3 separate regions of the Sus scrofa genome follow, and regions 1 and 3 are each linked to region 2. Evidence: chromatin contacts called from public HiChIP or PLAC-seq data. All regions are on one chromosome and are shown on one strand. The core of a region is the stretch at or near the end of the contact, and the rest is flanking DNA. Distances in the headings are between cores, read along the strand shown. Region 1 holds the start of RAF1 (RAF proto-oncogene serine/threonine-protein kinase). Region 2 holds the start of MKRN2 (probable E3 ubiquitin-protein ligase makorin-2). Region 3 holds the start of TSEN2 (tRNA-splicing endonuclease subunit Sen2).

Region 1 (4,813 bases), core at 2,064-4,563, 110 kb after region 2:
ATAAACCCCCAACTGTCACATTAGTCCACTGTCTTTCAAAGGCATTACTTAAAATTCTCTTCTGCAAGTCAACATTAAGGCATGCTATTCAGCTAACAAGCTCTTCCCAAGACCAGGATTATAATATGTGCTCTATTATGTTAACGTGCAAATAAAGGCACTCCCCCATATAACATTTTTCTATTTTAAGGCAGTAGGTTATTAACAGTTTTATCCATAATTAAAATGTGATAGAATCATATACCTACTACTAATAGGCATTTGAAATAGTAATTTGAAGTTATTAATTATATTTTCCATTTAATAAGTAATCCATTGCTTCTGGAAAAGTCAAATTTTATTTCCAAGAAGTTGTTGTTTAATCTTCGGAGCCAGCCACCTACCTACTTTGGATTTCACAAACAGCATGTTTTAAACTAAAAGCAACTAGTCTCAAAGCAGTTGTAATACAATACCTTATGTTTAACCATTCTCCATTTCATTTTTTAGATACTTTTCATCATAAACAGCCAGCTTAATCTGCTTCTCACTGTTCTCTTTGGCAACACTGAATCCCATAAAATAAATTCTAACATATTTTAATGAAGACTTCTACTTTGTTTTTGTTTGGTGGGGGGCGGGGCGGGAGGTTGGCCCAACCCGTGGCATGTGGAAATTCCCCCAACCAGGGATGGAACCTATGCCAAAGGAGCAACCCACACCACTAGAGCAACAACACTGGATCCTTAACCCACTGTACCACAAGAGAACCCTTCAAGATTTCTACTTTAATGGCATACACATTTTTTAAATTACTGACAAGAGTTTAACAAGACTAAGTTAATTCCACTACAATTTATAATCACAAACTCCACATATCTAAAAGATAAGCTTTTACAACAGAAACAGTATCAGGTTAATTTTCTCCAAGTATCCAGTGTTCAGCTGAGTCAAAGGTTTCTGTTGCATTTTACACAGCTTAGCCCTTGAAGTGATAACTGAAAGCAACACAAAAGAATTGTAATATTCTTAAGGGGTACACAATCCTTACAACCCAGGAAAGATTTAGGAACTGCTAGCTGAAGTCTGCTAATATCATAATAATCACTTTAACACAGGCATCAATCACAACAACACAGCTCTTTGGGGGAAAATTGTGTTCACAGAGCTAAAGACTTTAAAACAGAATTAGAATCCACAAAATCAATCCAAAGAAACAGTTTACCACAGAAAAATTTACTAAAAATACTTGCATTCTACAATTTTTCAGGTATTTCAAATAAACTGCTAATTTCTATATGACTGTGGAGCATGATTTACACTGTCAACAACCATTTAAAATGTTGTATTAGTAGAGGGTAGTACATTTATAAAGTCAACATTTTTGTGAGCAAGTATAACTTTAGAAGAATCTTTCGCAAGAATCCCTAGGAATACGACTTTAGTTCTTTGACCACAGTGTAAATGCAAAACATGTGACATAAAGCACTCATCAAAATGTTCTTAACTGGGTATAACAAAGTCAATCTTTGTGGGGGGGGGTTGGGGGTTTTGCAATTACTATCAGCTTTAACATCATCAAGAGAAGGGGGAAAGTAGCAGGAAGCAAAAAGAATCAGCAATACTCATTCAAAATAATCCCAACTAAATCAACTAGTTCACTACCTTCAACAAAGAAAGATCCTTCACAATCTAGCCAACTTTTGATTTAGACTCTCATCTCTCACCACCTTCTTCCTGCACCCCAGACTGCTTGCTCTCCCCAAATTCATCCCAACTCTAATGTATCTCTCTGCCTTTATACTAGCTGTTCCCTTGGCCTCGCATGCTCTCCCCCTCCTCCTCACCTGAGAAGCACTTACTCATCAGTCCAAAACTCAGCACAAAAATCCCCTCCAGTGTACAAGCTTCCTCAACTCCCCCAGGCAAAACTAGATCCAAATTCCCACGGCACTTGGTAAGTCCATCCTAATCACAGCGCATTGTTTTCACGCCTTGCGAGCAAACAGAGGGCGGACTCCCTCCACTCAGCCCAAAGAGAACAAGGCATGCAGAAATACTCAATGAACGTGCGCTGAATCCACTCCCTCCCGAGACTGGCTGATCCTCTAGAAACCGGTCACATCTCAAGGAGACACAGGAGATCCTATCTTTCTTCGCACCAGAGAAAAAATACCAGAGGGCACACCCAGAGCCCTTGGAAGAGAACAATGAATGAACACCGCTGCCTCACCTCTCCTGAGGTCCAAACGCCTCTCGGCATCGACTAGCTCTGCAGAGCCTCTGCAGCTGCAGAACTGAAGCGTCCAGGCGCTTCTAACTTCATACAAAAGACAGCCCTAGATCTTCATTCCAAAGCCTCCCGGGGCCAACCGTCAGTCTAAGCATCCCAAACCTCTCATTAGTAACCCGCAGAGTCCTGAAACCCAACCGGAGGCCCCTAGGTCTTTGTGGTGGGGCGCTGACCTATTTCCTCCTCTCCTCCCCGACTGCTCCCATTTTCCCCGAAAAGGGTTGTCACTTGAGTGACGGACGCTGAGAGAAGATGCAAGCCTGGGTCCCCCACTCCGCGGCAAGAAATGAAATGAGCCCAACTGAGTGACACACAGACCCGAGGCAGCTCTGGGCAGATTTTCCCGTGGTCAAAATACAAGGAATGTGCACCGGGTACAGGGGTGGCACTGGCATGTTTCCCCGAAACACAAGGAAACCTGAGTGGGGCTGTGGGAACTCGGCTCGCCGGCCATGACACCGGGCCCCGGGGCCCCCGCCCGCCCAGAACCAGCCGGGGTGACAGGGGCCTGGCCCGGGCCCTCCACCCCGCAGCCGCGGGGCCGCCCCGTCAGCGCCGCGCAGGCCGGGCCGCCGGGGAACTCGGCCCCCTCAAACAGGCCGCCCGGCATCCCCGGCATTCAGGACCCGGCCCTACCGCCTACCTGAGGGAGCCGGGCCGCCTCCTTGTCCAGCCGTCCGGCGGCAGCGGTGGCGGCTGGTCCGCTCCTCCTCCCCGCGGTGGGTGAGGGAGCGGGAGGCGGTCACATTCGGCGCGTCCCCAGCCCAGGGGACGGGACCCCAGGCAGCCCCCGCATCGTTGCACAAGCGCTCCGCGCCTCAGGGCACACGCCCCAAAGCCCGGCCAGCTGGCCCTCTTTGGGGCCCAAGAAGAGCGGCAGAAAGCCTTCGCGTCTCACGCTCGTTCTCGTCCTACTCCCGCCATCTAAGATGGCGGCCCCAGCGCCCGCGATGAAGAGACTCTCGGGCGGCCCCGGCTAGCGAGCCCTCCACTCGGTGCTCCTCCCCTCGACCTGCGGCGCCAGCAGTTCTCTGCTTCTGCGCGAGCTCGCTCGGCAGGCGACTTCAATTTGGCTCTGGCATCCACCGCTCTGGCCTGAACTTGGGCCCCGCCTTTCAGGGGGCGTGGCCGCTTAACCGCGCTCGTCGCCATTTCCTCGCCGTCAGAGCTGTAGGTCGGGTGTCGTCTGGTCCCCGGAGAGGCAATTGGGAGGGGCTGGAGTTTAGCTGCCCCGAAGAAGTTTAAGGCCTAGAGGAGGCCAGCCTGCCGGCATCACAGAGTCCAGAGATAACCAGACGTGCTTGAGAACTCGAAGCATAGAGGACGGTGTCTAGCTTTGGCGCGTCCTCCCTGGAGCCCTACACATCTGTTGTCAAATCGCGACTCCGCCGCCTACCCGTCATGTGGGAAAGTCCCTAAACTTTTCTGCGTCTCAATTTCCTCATCTGTAAATTGGGGGTCCTTTTTCCTCCATCAGACTGGCAAAAAGTTAAAAAGAGTGATGATATCTAGCCTGGTCCAAGATGCGTGAAAACGTGCTATGTACCTTCATTCTGCCCTGGAGGGAATGGATATCCGGAGCGCAATTTGGGTTATCTCTGGATATCTTAATGCGTATACACAGCAAGTGCACTTATAGCACTAATTCTAGAAAAATACGCGTAGCACAAAAAGGCATGTGCTAAGATGTTTTTGCCATGTTGTTCTGAGTTAAAGATAACAGTAGGGAAAATGAAATAGGAAACAGGTTAAAGTCTGCTCCCTCCACGGTACAGGCTATCCCTCTGATAAAGATGTCTATATCCATGTACTAATTTTTTTTTTAATCCAAGACTTTAAATTTTACAAAGAACATGTACAGAATGATTTTATTTATTCAAATACAGGCATACAAAACTACCCAGTACCATGTACAATGCTTCTTTCATTTAAATCTTTATTGAGTGCCTATTGTGTACCACACATTGTCCTGGGTATTGGGAAGTCAGCAATAATCAAAAGCTCTGTCTTCTAGTGATGATGAGAAACCAAAAGAAAATGTAAATAATAAATTCGGGTGATCATATGTACAGTATAAAGGAAAATGAAGATGAAGTAAGAAGAGATAATGGCAGGTGTATGTGGGCCAACATAAATATATATAAATACCAGTAAATACATATATGTATATGTAAATACACAAATATATATATATAAGTAAATGCACAGAAAAGACTGGAAGGTACTGAATACAGAAGGACCATGAGGGATTTTTTTTTTTTAAACTAGGAATAATAACGGTGATATCTACCTGACAGGATTAAATGAGATAAAACATGGAAAGTACTTCCCACAGCGCCTGGGGGTTGAGGCTGAAAGCCAAGGTTCAAATTTGGACTCTTCCACTTCCTCATCTGTGATTTGGACAAGTCACTTAAACCTCAGTTTCTCAGTTTCCTCATCTAATGAAAAATTGCTATTACCCACTTCTTAGAATTGTAAGGATTTAGTGAGTTCAAGATGTAAAGCACTTGGAACAGTGCCCGGCTCATATTAAACACT
Region 2 (4,552 bases), core at 1,435-3,934:
AATAAGGATGTGAAACTCCTAAGCACAATATTAACAAGTAGACTCTAATGATTCATAGAAGAAATAATATATCATGGCCAAGTAGGGGTATGTCTGAGGAATATGAGGATGGTTTAACATTCAAAATTAATATTTCAATCAGTATAATTCAAATTAACCAAATAAAGGATACGACAGTATAGTTTTTCAAAAGATGGGGGGAAAGGGATAAAGGATGTTTAAAAAATGTTCATCGGAGTTCTCATTGTGGCACAGCGGAAAGGAATCTGACTAGGGACCATGAGGTTTCAGATTTGATCCCCGGCCTTGCTCAGTGGGATCCAGCGTTGCCATGAGCTGTGGTGTAGGTCGCAGACACGGCTCAGATCTGGTGTTGCTGTGGCCATGGTGTAGGCCAGCGGCTATAGCCTGGGAATCTCCATATGCCATGGGTGCAGCTCTAAAAAAAAAAAAAGACAAAGACAAAATAAGTAAATAAATAAATAATGTTCATGTTTAAAAATGCTAAGAAAACTAGAAAGATTAAGAAACTCCTTTAATCTTATAATGGATAGCTTCAAAAAGTCCACGGCTCACATTTTAATTAATGATGAAATATTAAGTACCCAAATTCAAGAATAAGACAAGGGTGTCCACTGTTACCACTTCTATTTAAGGTTACACTGGAGGTTCTCAGCAGTGAGATAAGGTAAGAAAAAGAAATAAAGAACATGAAATTTGAGAGGGTGAACGAAACTCATTATTTATTGATGGCATGATTGTGTGTGTAGAAAATCCAAAACAACAAACAAATCATTAGAATTAATACATGAATTTAGCAATGGAGCAAGCAACAAGTAGGACATTTTTAAAAAATGTCATTTAAGGAGTTCCTGTCATGGCTCAGTGGTTAATGAACCTGACTATCATCCATGAGGATGCGGGTTTGATCCCTGGTCTCACTCAGTGGATCTGGTGCAGTTGCTGTAAGCTGTGGTGTAGGCTGGCAGCTACAGCTCTCATTTGACCCCTAGCCTGGGAACCTCCAAATGCCATGGGTTCGACCCTAAAAAAACAAACAAACCAAAAAAGTCATTTAAAACAGCATCAAAAAAATTCATCTAGGCACCTGGGAATAAATCTAATAAAAGTTTCTGAAGACTTGTACACTGATAATTGCACAAATTATCCAATATACTTCCTAAATTTCTGAGAGAAATTTTAAAAGTTCCAAGTAATTGGAAGTATATACAGGAAGTATATACATGCTCATTCCTCAAAAGACTCAGTATTTACAGTATTTACAGCAAAGTAAAATACAGCTATCTATAACAACATGGGTGGATTTCACTGGAATGTTGGTCAGAAGAAGACAGAAGAGTACACACGGAATTTTTTCATTTATGTGAAGGTCAAGAACGATCGAAACTAATTCATGGTGGTGGAGGTGAGAATAAGTAGTTACCTTTTGGAAGTATTGACTGGGAGGTGGCATAAAGAAGCCCTCTGAAATGTTGATAAAGTCCGTCCTTTCTGTCTCTTTCTTTCTTTCTTTCTTTCTTTCTTTCTTTCTTTCTTTCTTTCTTTCTTTCTTTCTTTCTTTCTTCCTTTCCTCCCTTCCTTCCTTCCTTCCTTCCTTCCTTCCTTCCTTCCTTCCTTCCTTCCTTTCTTTCCTCTTCCTTCCTTCCTTTCTCTCTCACTCTTTCTTAGGGCTGCACCTGCGGCATATAGAAATTCCCCAGCTAGAAGTCGAATTGGAGCTGCAGCGCTGGTCCACACCACAGCCTAAGCCACTGCAACGCTCCAGTTGCGGTCGCCTCTGCGACCTACACCACAGCTGATGGTAATGCCGAATTCCTAACCCACTAAGAAAGGCTTGGGATTGAACCCGCATCCTCATAGATACTGTGGGGTTCGTTGCCTCCGAGCCACAAGGGGAACTCCCAAAGTTCTCTCTCTAAATCTTAGCTGTGGTTTCAAGAGCGGATATGTAAAAATTCATACAGGCATGAGTATTTTGTGCACCTCACTGTAGTTTATGATGGCTCAATTTTTTACAATTAAATTAAAAAAAAAAGCAATGGGAAAGCATTGAAAGGGTTAACGGTGGTGAATGACACGACCCGATTTATGTTTTAAAAACAGGTTTTGTGTGACTAACAAGAAAAGGGCAGGAGCAGAAGCCAGAAGACTAGTTATGAGGTCACTGCGTGGCCCAGGCAAGGAGTGACGTTTGCTTAGACAGGAACCACGACCGTGGAAATGAAGAGGACGCGTTGGAGAAAGGTGTGAAAGCAGGCTTCGCAGGACATAGGCAATTAGACCAAAAGCCACGAACGTCTTTTTGGGTGACTACCATAGGAAATGGAAGAACAGCTGAGGAATGCCGAGACAGAAAATGAGCTCTAAAACTTGGGGTGGGAGTAGAGACTTTGGGCTAAGGAATTCCGTAAACGGGAGGCGAGGTTTGGCAGGAACAGTAGAGGCTGGTCTGGGAAAGGGGCCCGAGGGACTGCACATGAGGATGGGCAGGGGTATGCGGGATTAAGATGCTCAAAGAGGCGGGAGCTTGGCCTCGGGACTGGGGAGGTGATTCTTGGGAAGCGAGAAGTCGCTAAGGAACGCAGCTGGAGATAGGGTCAGACCCGTAGGAACTAACTGTCGGCACCCGGACAGACCCGCAGGACCAGGATTCTAGTGTGGCCCCGCCCACGAGGCTTGGAAACGCTGTCCTAGGAATGCAGAAGTTGCGGCCCCGCCTCACCTCTGGGGCGGAACCAATTGTGACGGCTGCGAGGTTTCTTGCCGGCGCTACAAAGGTGCGGCCCGAGAGCGGCGGAGTGCGCCGGCGTGACGCGGCCGCGCGGAGTGGGCGGGGCCAAGACGGCGGCGGCTTGCCAGATCGAGAGCTAGAGCGAGAGGCTGTTGTGAGACGACGGCTCCCCAAACCGACCGCCATGAGCACCAAGCAGGTCACCTGCAGGTCAGTGCGCGGCGCCGCAGGGTCCCAGAGCGCCGGGTCGCTTCGGGCCCTTCCAAGGGTGCGCCCCAGTCCTGCGCCAGGGAAGTAGGCTGGAGCCGGTTCGTGGAAAGTGGCTCCCGGTTCATCATCCGACTTCCCACGGAGTCGGTGCGGCCGGAGCCGGGGACCCGGCGGGGCGTGGCCGAGTCTCGTGGCGGAGACTCGGTCGAGGCCGGCGCGGGGGGCTGTCTACGGGTTCCAAGCGTGGTCCCTGCCCTGGAAGGAAGGGGTGCTGGCGGGGCCGTGCAGGGTGCTGGGCCCTGGAGGCGACCCCAGGACTGTGGGTGTAGCTGGAAGAGGTGACTTGGAGGAAAGAGGTTCCAGGAGGTCGTTTGCAAATGGAGATGCCACGCAGGGTTGGGCTGTTAATCGTCGGTTAGGGCCTCAAAGAACTGGAGCCCCGTAAGCGGCCTTCGTTTCCTAAGAGTTTGAAGAACTTCGGTGCAACCTAAACTTTATAGAGAGTTAGCAAGTTAAGAATTGTGTGGAAAGTAGCATTTACTGAAAGTTCGTTCTTTGTCCTGCATATTTCCAGGTCCCTTGCATTCGTTGTCACTAGCCCTCACCGTAACGTTTCTGGGCAGATGTTATTCCTATTTTACAGCGTGGGAATAAATGATGCCCTCATCTTACTGAGGGATCCATTTCCGTGGAGAAATACAACAGCAATGGGTGGATGGTTGTAAAAAATTCAAAATTGTATGACTTCACTGCTCCTGTTAAATAGAAATAGCTTGGTTTTGGTTAACACCTTCCTTCCTTGGTAAGCATGTGGTTTGACGGTATTGGGATCCTAGTCTTAATGAATTTGGGAAATAGTTTTTATTTTAATTGGTTTCAGTTAAATCTGTATGGGAAACATTGATTAGAGGAAAAAAAACAGCTCACAGTTGTAGTTTGGTTATGTAATGAACAGTGTATGTAAGTAGCATCTATGTTGTTACTTCTTTTCATTAGTATGAATAGTTGAGAAGTGACTGTGTAAAAAGTTTCAGCTAAACTGTTTAAACTGTTCAGCCAGTTTATCCAGCCCTCGATAACTTAACTTATATTAAGCAGTTGTCAGAAATTTACACTTAGTGTCTATACAAAAGACTTTTACCAGGTTATCTGTTCTAGAAGGTCTCTTGTGAAGACCTATTCGTGTGTTTATTTTTATTTGTATGACAAAGCAGTATTCTTAGTCATTGTGGACTGTACTTATGGCTGATGCTCCTAAGATATGTCAACAAAACTGCCTGTTTATATGATGCTTTATAACTGAATCTCAGCTCTTCGTGGTACCCAATTTTACAGGTGAGGAAACCTTAATGCTCAGACTTAGAGCTTGTCTCTAATTTACATCTAACTACAGGAACAAAAACTTAAGTCAAGATCATCTTGGGTTTTTTTTTGTTTTTTGTTTTTCCTTCTACACTGACCTGAAAACTTTAATTCTGTGTTTCCCAAACAGGGATGCCCTGCAGAAAGTTAGTGCTTAGAATCTAGAATGGGTTGGCATGTTGGGAAGGGATTAGTTCTGTTGAAGTACTAACTGATGTTCATTGTAGG
Region 3 (4,970 bases), core at 361-2,860, 66 kb before region 2:
CCTCCAGCTCTCTTCCCTCCCCACTCCATCCCCTTATCACTGTTCTGTGCACCCTGCTGAAGTTCTCCCTTTTCTTCAAGGCTCTACTGCTGAAGTTTTTTGTGTTTTGTTGTTGTTGGGTTTTTTGGTTTGTTTGTTTTCTTTTGTTTTTTGTCTTTTTAGGGCCAAACCTGCAGCATATGGAAATTCCCAGGCTAGGGGTCCAATCAGAGCTGTAGCCACCGGCCTACACCACAGCCACAGCAACACGGGATCAGAGCCACATCAGCAACTTACACCACAGCTCATGGCAGTGCCAGATCCTTAACTCACTGAGCAAGGCCAAGGATCAAACCCGAGTCCTTACAGATACTAGTCGGGTTCATTACCACTGAAGCAGGACAGGAACTCCTGCTGAAGCTAATTCTGATTTTGATTTCTCTGAAGTCTGAACTCCTTTAGGGAGCAGTTAAGGTTCCTACAGGCTGACCAGCCACAGAATACCACATCTTGAGCTCTTCCTACCAGGAGCTCACAGTCCAGTTAAGGAGGACCAGGGAACGGGGACAACACAGAGTTCCCCCAACTATCATGAGAACACAGGGGACAGTCACCCAAGCCAGCATGGGGAGGCAAGAGGAGGTCTCCTGAGGAAAAGGTATCTGAGTTGAGACTTGTAGGGTGACCAGGAATCACTGCTGCAGACAGAGGAGAAAGATGTTCCAGGAAGTGGCAACAGTGTGTGGGAAGCCCTGGAGACCAGAGAAAGCTGGGAAAAGTCCAGATTTCAAGGCCTGTCACACCTAGCCCCTTAAATCTCTCTGGCATTATTTGCCATCCTTCCCTGTCACCTACCCGCCTTGCACTCATGGTTTGTGTGCTGGGGACCCTGGGATTCATATGTGGAAAGGTATATATTGGACTCCCTACCAAGCCTCCTGGTCAGGAGAATCTTTTACTCTTCCCAAGGCACTGTCGTTTTGCTCATCCCTCATAATCCTGACGACCCTTTTTTTCAGTAGAGGAAATTGTGGCTCAGAAAGATTAAGTCACTCATTGGAGACCACACAGCTGGTGACAGGGTGAGGAGGTGGGGGGCGGGGTAGGGCTGCAAATACTGGTCTAACTGCCGGCCTATTGTGCCCACAGTGGCTTTGAGTCAGGTGTCTGCGAGAGGGCACTTTCTTACAGGTTTCCCTGCGTGCTGCACTTAAAAGCATGGAGAAAGCTGAAGTCTGCAGGCTGAGTTCAGAGGAATTGCTTACCAGGGCTGGGGTCATTTCAAGTCCGGTCGTCTCAAGCATCCCATCGCCCCGCGGCTGAGAACCGACATCTGAAGACCTGGGTTCCATTTTTGTCATATTTCTCTAACTCCAATACCTCCCAGTTATGTGTATATGGACATGTAACTTCGATCTCATCTGTTAAAACAGATCTTGCGGGACTATTGTGGGGATGAGAACAGCATGTATATACTGAGGCTGTCAGTACAATCACGGTGTGTGCAGGAAAGAGGACATGCGGTGAAGGGCATGCGGTACACACAAAGCACCCGCCTTAAGGCTCTGCGCAGGTGCGCTCTACAAAGACCCGGTGAGTCCTCCCCCGTGCTCTGCGGCTGCGCAGCTGTCCCGCTTTGCGGCCGCACTGCTTGACGGCAGTGGTGTCCGACCGCCAGCTGGCGTTACCGGGGTAACGGCGATCGCATGTGGCCCAGGAAGGTAAGGCGCGGGACTGGGAGCCGCTGGTGTCCCGGGAAGCTGAGCTGCATACTGAGGGATCCGCCTTGGGGAGAGACGTCCTGTTTTCCGAAAACCCCCAGGGCGAAAGCGGAAACGGCCCAGAGACGTTCCTCCGGTCGCACAGCCGCACCAGACGGCCGGGCTGAGGGGCCAGCCTTCCTACTTCAACCGGAATTAGCCCTTTTCCTCCTTCTTCTTGTACCTGTAGCCCTGTTTTTTGTGTTCTTTCTGGGAGCTCTGACTCCACGTCCTGTGCTGGGGGCGTCGGACTTCGATACTGGCTCTGCCCGAGAGGAGCCTTAGCCGCTGGGAAGGAAACCAGCAAAGGAATACGTTGTAACAGCGAGTCACGGACTTACCACTTTGGTCATTAGCTGCAGTTGCAGCTTGCATTTGGCTAGCACTTTACACGTAGTAGGTCCAGTACCAGGTTCCTTTGCACAGTCACCCGTTTCATCCTCACAACAGCCTTCCCAGGTCTGCTGTTTGTTTACCTGTCTTAGTCTCGTGTTCTAACTTGAAAGCTTCCCAGAAGCAGGCTTGTTTGCCTTGCCCCTTTAATCCTTGCCTCTCCTAGCCTAGGAGGTACTTATTTGGAGGTTTTTTAATTGGGAGACTTTGAACTTTGCTGGGTGGGAGGTTTTAACCAGGCTGGTTTAGCAAAGTCGGCCCAGAGGGTTGGAAAAATTAAATGAAGCTACTCCCCCACTCGTTTTATTTTGTTTTGTTTGGAATAAACGTATACTGAACACCTAAAAGGTGTTAGCTTGTCTGCTCAAGGGAAGATTAGGAACAAGCATTGCTTTTGATAGAAAAGTAAATATACTTAACGGTATGGACGCCTGGAGTCAGTATGCCCAGGTTTGGGAAAGGAAAAGTAACAGCCCTTTACAGGTACATAGCACTCAGCCCTTCTGAGTTCCTTTCCTCACCTTCACAATGGGGATGGTTGTTGGGATTGAGTTTGAATAGGCCATCCTATCACCAGAGGTTGCCAACTTTAGCTCCATGTTGAAATCACCTGGGTCCTACCCCAGATTTTCTGATGTAGTTGCAGCTAAGTCCTGGAGTTTCAAAATTTCCCCATGTGATTCAAAGGCAGCCAAGCTTGAGAGCTGCAGTTAATTTTCAGACCCCAGGTTAATTTTCTTAATCTTTGCTGTTTTCATTCCCTGCTGAAAAACTTGCACTGGGCCCAAGCCTTCACATCCCACCTGACCACTGGCCCAGTCTTTCCTAAACATTTGTATGTGCTTCAGTCATGGGTCCTTTTGTTAGTCTATCTTACCATGCCCTGTGTCCCTGCCGTCCTGGCCTTTCATGTTATAGCTGTGGGCAAATGACCTGCCCCCTCTGTTTCCTAGTCTGTGAAGTAAGGATGGTAGTACCCATGTATGTGGCGTGTGGCTGGCATGTGGTACAGTCAGCATGTTGTACCTTTTGGTGATGGTGAGCTCCTATCATTGTGTTAAATCTCCCATTAGGCTGTTCTCCTATCATGGTGCTGAAGAAACCTTTCAAAATGTGGAGACTAGCAAACTCAAACCTTTCTCCTTTGCTTTGCCTTCCAAGTTCTGCACAAGACATCTCTTCCATGAAACTATGAAACTAGAGATCTTCTGGTTTGTCTTACTGATATTTTTCAGCATTATTGAGAGATGATTCATGTATCATAAAATTCACCCCTGTAAAATGTGCAGTTTAGCAGTTTCAGTATATCAGAGTTATGCATCATCACCATCCCTGCAATCTAATTTTAAAGCGTTTTCATCATATTCAGGATAAACCCCATACCTGTTGGCAGTCACTCCCCATACCTCCCTTGCCCCAGCACCTGGCAGTCACTAATCGACTTTATGTCTCTTTGGATTTGCCTGTTCTGGGCATTTCATATTAATGGTCTTATACAATGTGTGGTCCTTTGTGACTGGCTTTTCTCAAGGTAATGCTCTCTAGGTTCATGAAGCAGGCGTCAGGGCTTCATTCCTTTGTTAATTGCTGATAATATCCCATTATGTGGATACAGCACATTTTGTTGATCCATTCATCTATTGATAGTCTTTGGGGTTGTTTCTACTTTTTGACTGTTATAAACAATATTGCTGTAAACATTCATGTACAAATTTTTGTTTGAGCATGATTTCTTTTTTCTCTAGGAGTGGAATTGCTGGATCATATGATTATTCAGTGTTTAACATTTGAGTGACTTCCAGACTGTTTTCTAGTCCTGTTCAATTTGAAGGTAATGAAACTGGGTTCAGGGAGCCTACGAGGGTTGTTAAGGTCACGTGGTCATGATAGCAGCTTTGCATATATGGAAGGCCTACTACAGCCAAATTCTTGATGTGTGTGTTGTCCCATGTACAGAGCTGACACTAGATCCCAGCTTTTGAGGTTTTGTGAAAAACAAGGCATCTTCTGTGGCAGAAACCTTCTATCACACAGACTGGGGTTGGAGTACAGAGTTCCTGCCTTCAGTGTCATTACTGGTTCTTACCTTTTTTTTTTTTTTTTTTTTTTTTTTTTGTAGTAGCAGCCATCTGAAAGGGAAAATCCTAAACAAGCTAGGCAGATTAAAACAGCTTTTCTTGGAGTTCCTGTTGTGGCGCAGTGGTTAACAAATCCAACTAGGAACCATGAGGTTTCAGGTTCAATCCTTGGCCTTGCTCAGTGGGTTAAGGATCTGGTGTTGCCGTGAGCTGTGGTGTAGGTCACAGATGTGGCTCGGATCCCACATTGCTGTGGCTCTGGTGTAGGCCGATGGCTATAGCTCCGATTAGACCCCTAGCCTGGGAACCTCCATTTGCTTCAGAAGTGGCCCTAGAAAAGGCAAAAAGACAAATAAATAAAACAGCTTTTATTTTTCACTTACTTGGGAGAATTTAATTGGATGTTCTTGAAGTCAGCCATTAAGTATTTTCTCTTTTTAAAAAATTTCAAGTGTAATATATACAAATCAAATACTAATCAGAAATTAAGTTATAAAAGGGAAGTGCTCATATAAGTTCAAATTATTCCTGAAAATCCCTAGAAATTTCCTCACTAGAGACCAATATCCTGCCTCAAAAAAGCTAACTTATTTTAAGTTTTAGAATAAATTGCCATTTCTTACTTTGAATGCTAAATGCAATACAATTGACCCTTGAACAACACAGAGAGTTAAGGGCATGACCTTCTTTACAGTCAAAAATCTGAGTGTAATTTTATAATTGGCTCTCCTGGTTCCTTCATATCCAAAGTTCCAAATCT

The links. HiChIP or PLAC-seq counts read pairs in DNA pulled down with a chosen protein or histone mark.
Region 1: a contact with region 2 is called in an H3K27ac HiChIP or PLAC-seq map of alveolar macrophages. The contact joins the promoter of RAF1 here to the promoter of MKRN2 in region 2. A contact is called at or near these places in 2 of 5 promoter capture datasets (fetal liver and liver), 4 of 47 Hi-C or Micro-C datasets (heart right ventricle, liver and skeletal muscle) and 2 of 2 datasets of contacts at active chromatin or transcription factors (alveolar macrophages and skeletal muscle).
Region 3: a contact with region 2 is called in an H3K27ac HiChIP or PLAC-seq map of alveolar macrophages. The contact joins the promoter of TSEN2 here to the promoter of MKRN2 in region 2. A contact is called at or near these places in 4 of 47 Hi-C or Micro-C datasets (epiblast stem cells, heart right ventricle and skeletal muscle) and 1 of 2 datasets of contacts at active chromatin or transcription factors (alveolar macrophages).

Annotation. Positions count from the first base shown.
Region 1 is chr13:68,654,597-68,659,409 of Sscrofa11.1, forward strand. RAF1 (RAF proto-oncogene serine/threonine-protein kinase) reads right to left here and starts at 3,314. Exons shown (of 17, transcript XM_021069350.1): 1 at 2,916-3,314.
Region 2 is chr13:68,543,798-68,548,349 of Sscrofa11.1, forward strand. MKRN2 (probable E3 ubiquitin-protein ligase makorin-2) reads left to right here and starts at 2,685. Exons shown (of 8, transcript XM_021069355.1): 1 at 2,685-2,962. The coding sequence starts at 2,718.
Region 3 is chr13:68,479,132-68,484,101 of Sscrofa11.1, forward strand. TSEN2 (tRNA-splicing endonuclease subunit Sen2) reads left to right here and starts at 1,611. Exons shown (of 13, transcript XM_003132372.6): 1 at 1,611-1,700; 2 at 3,878-3,963.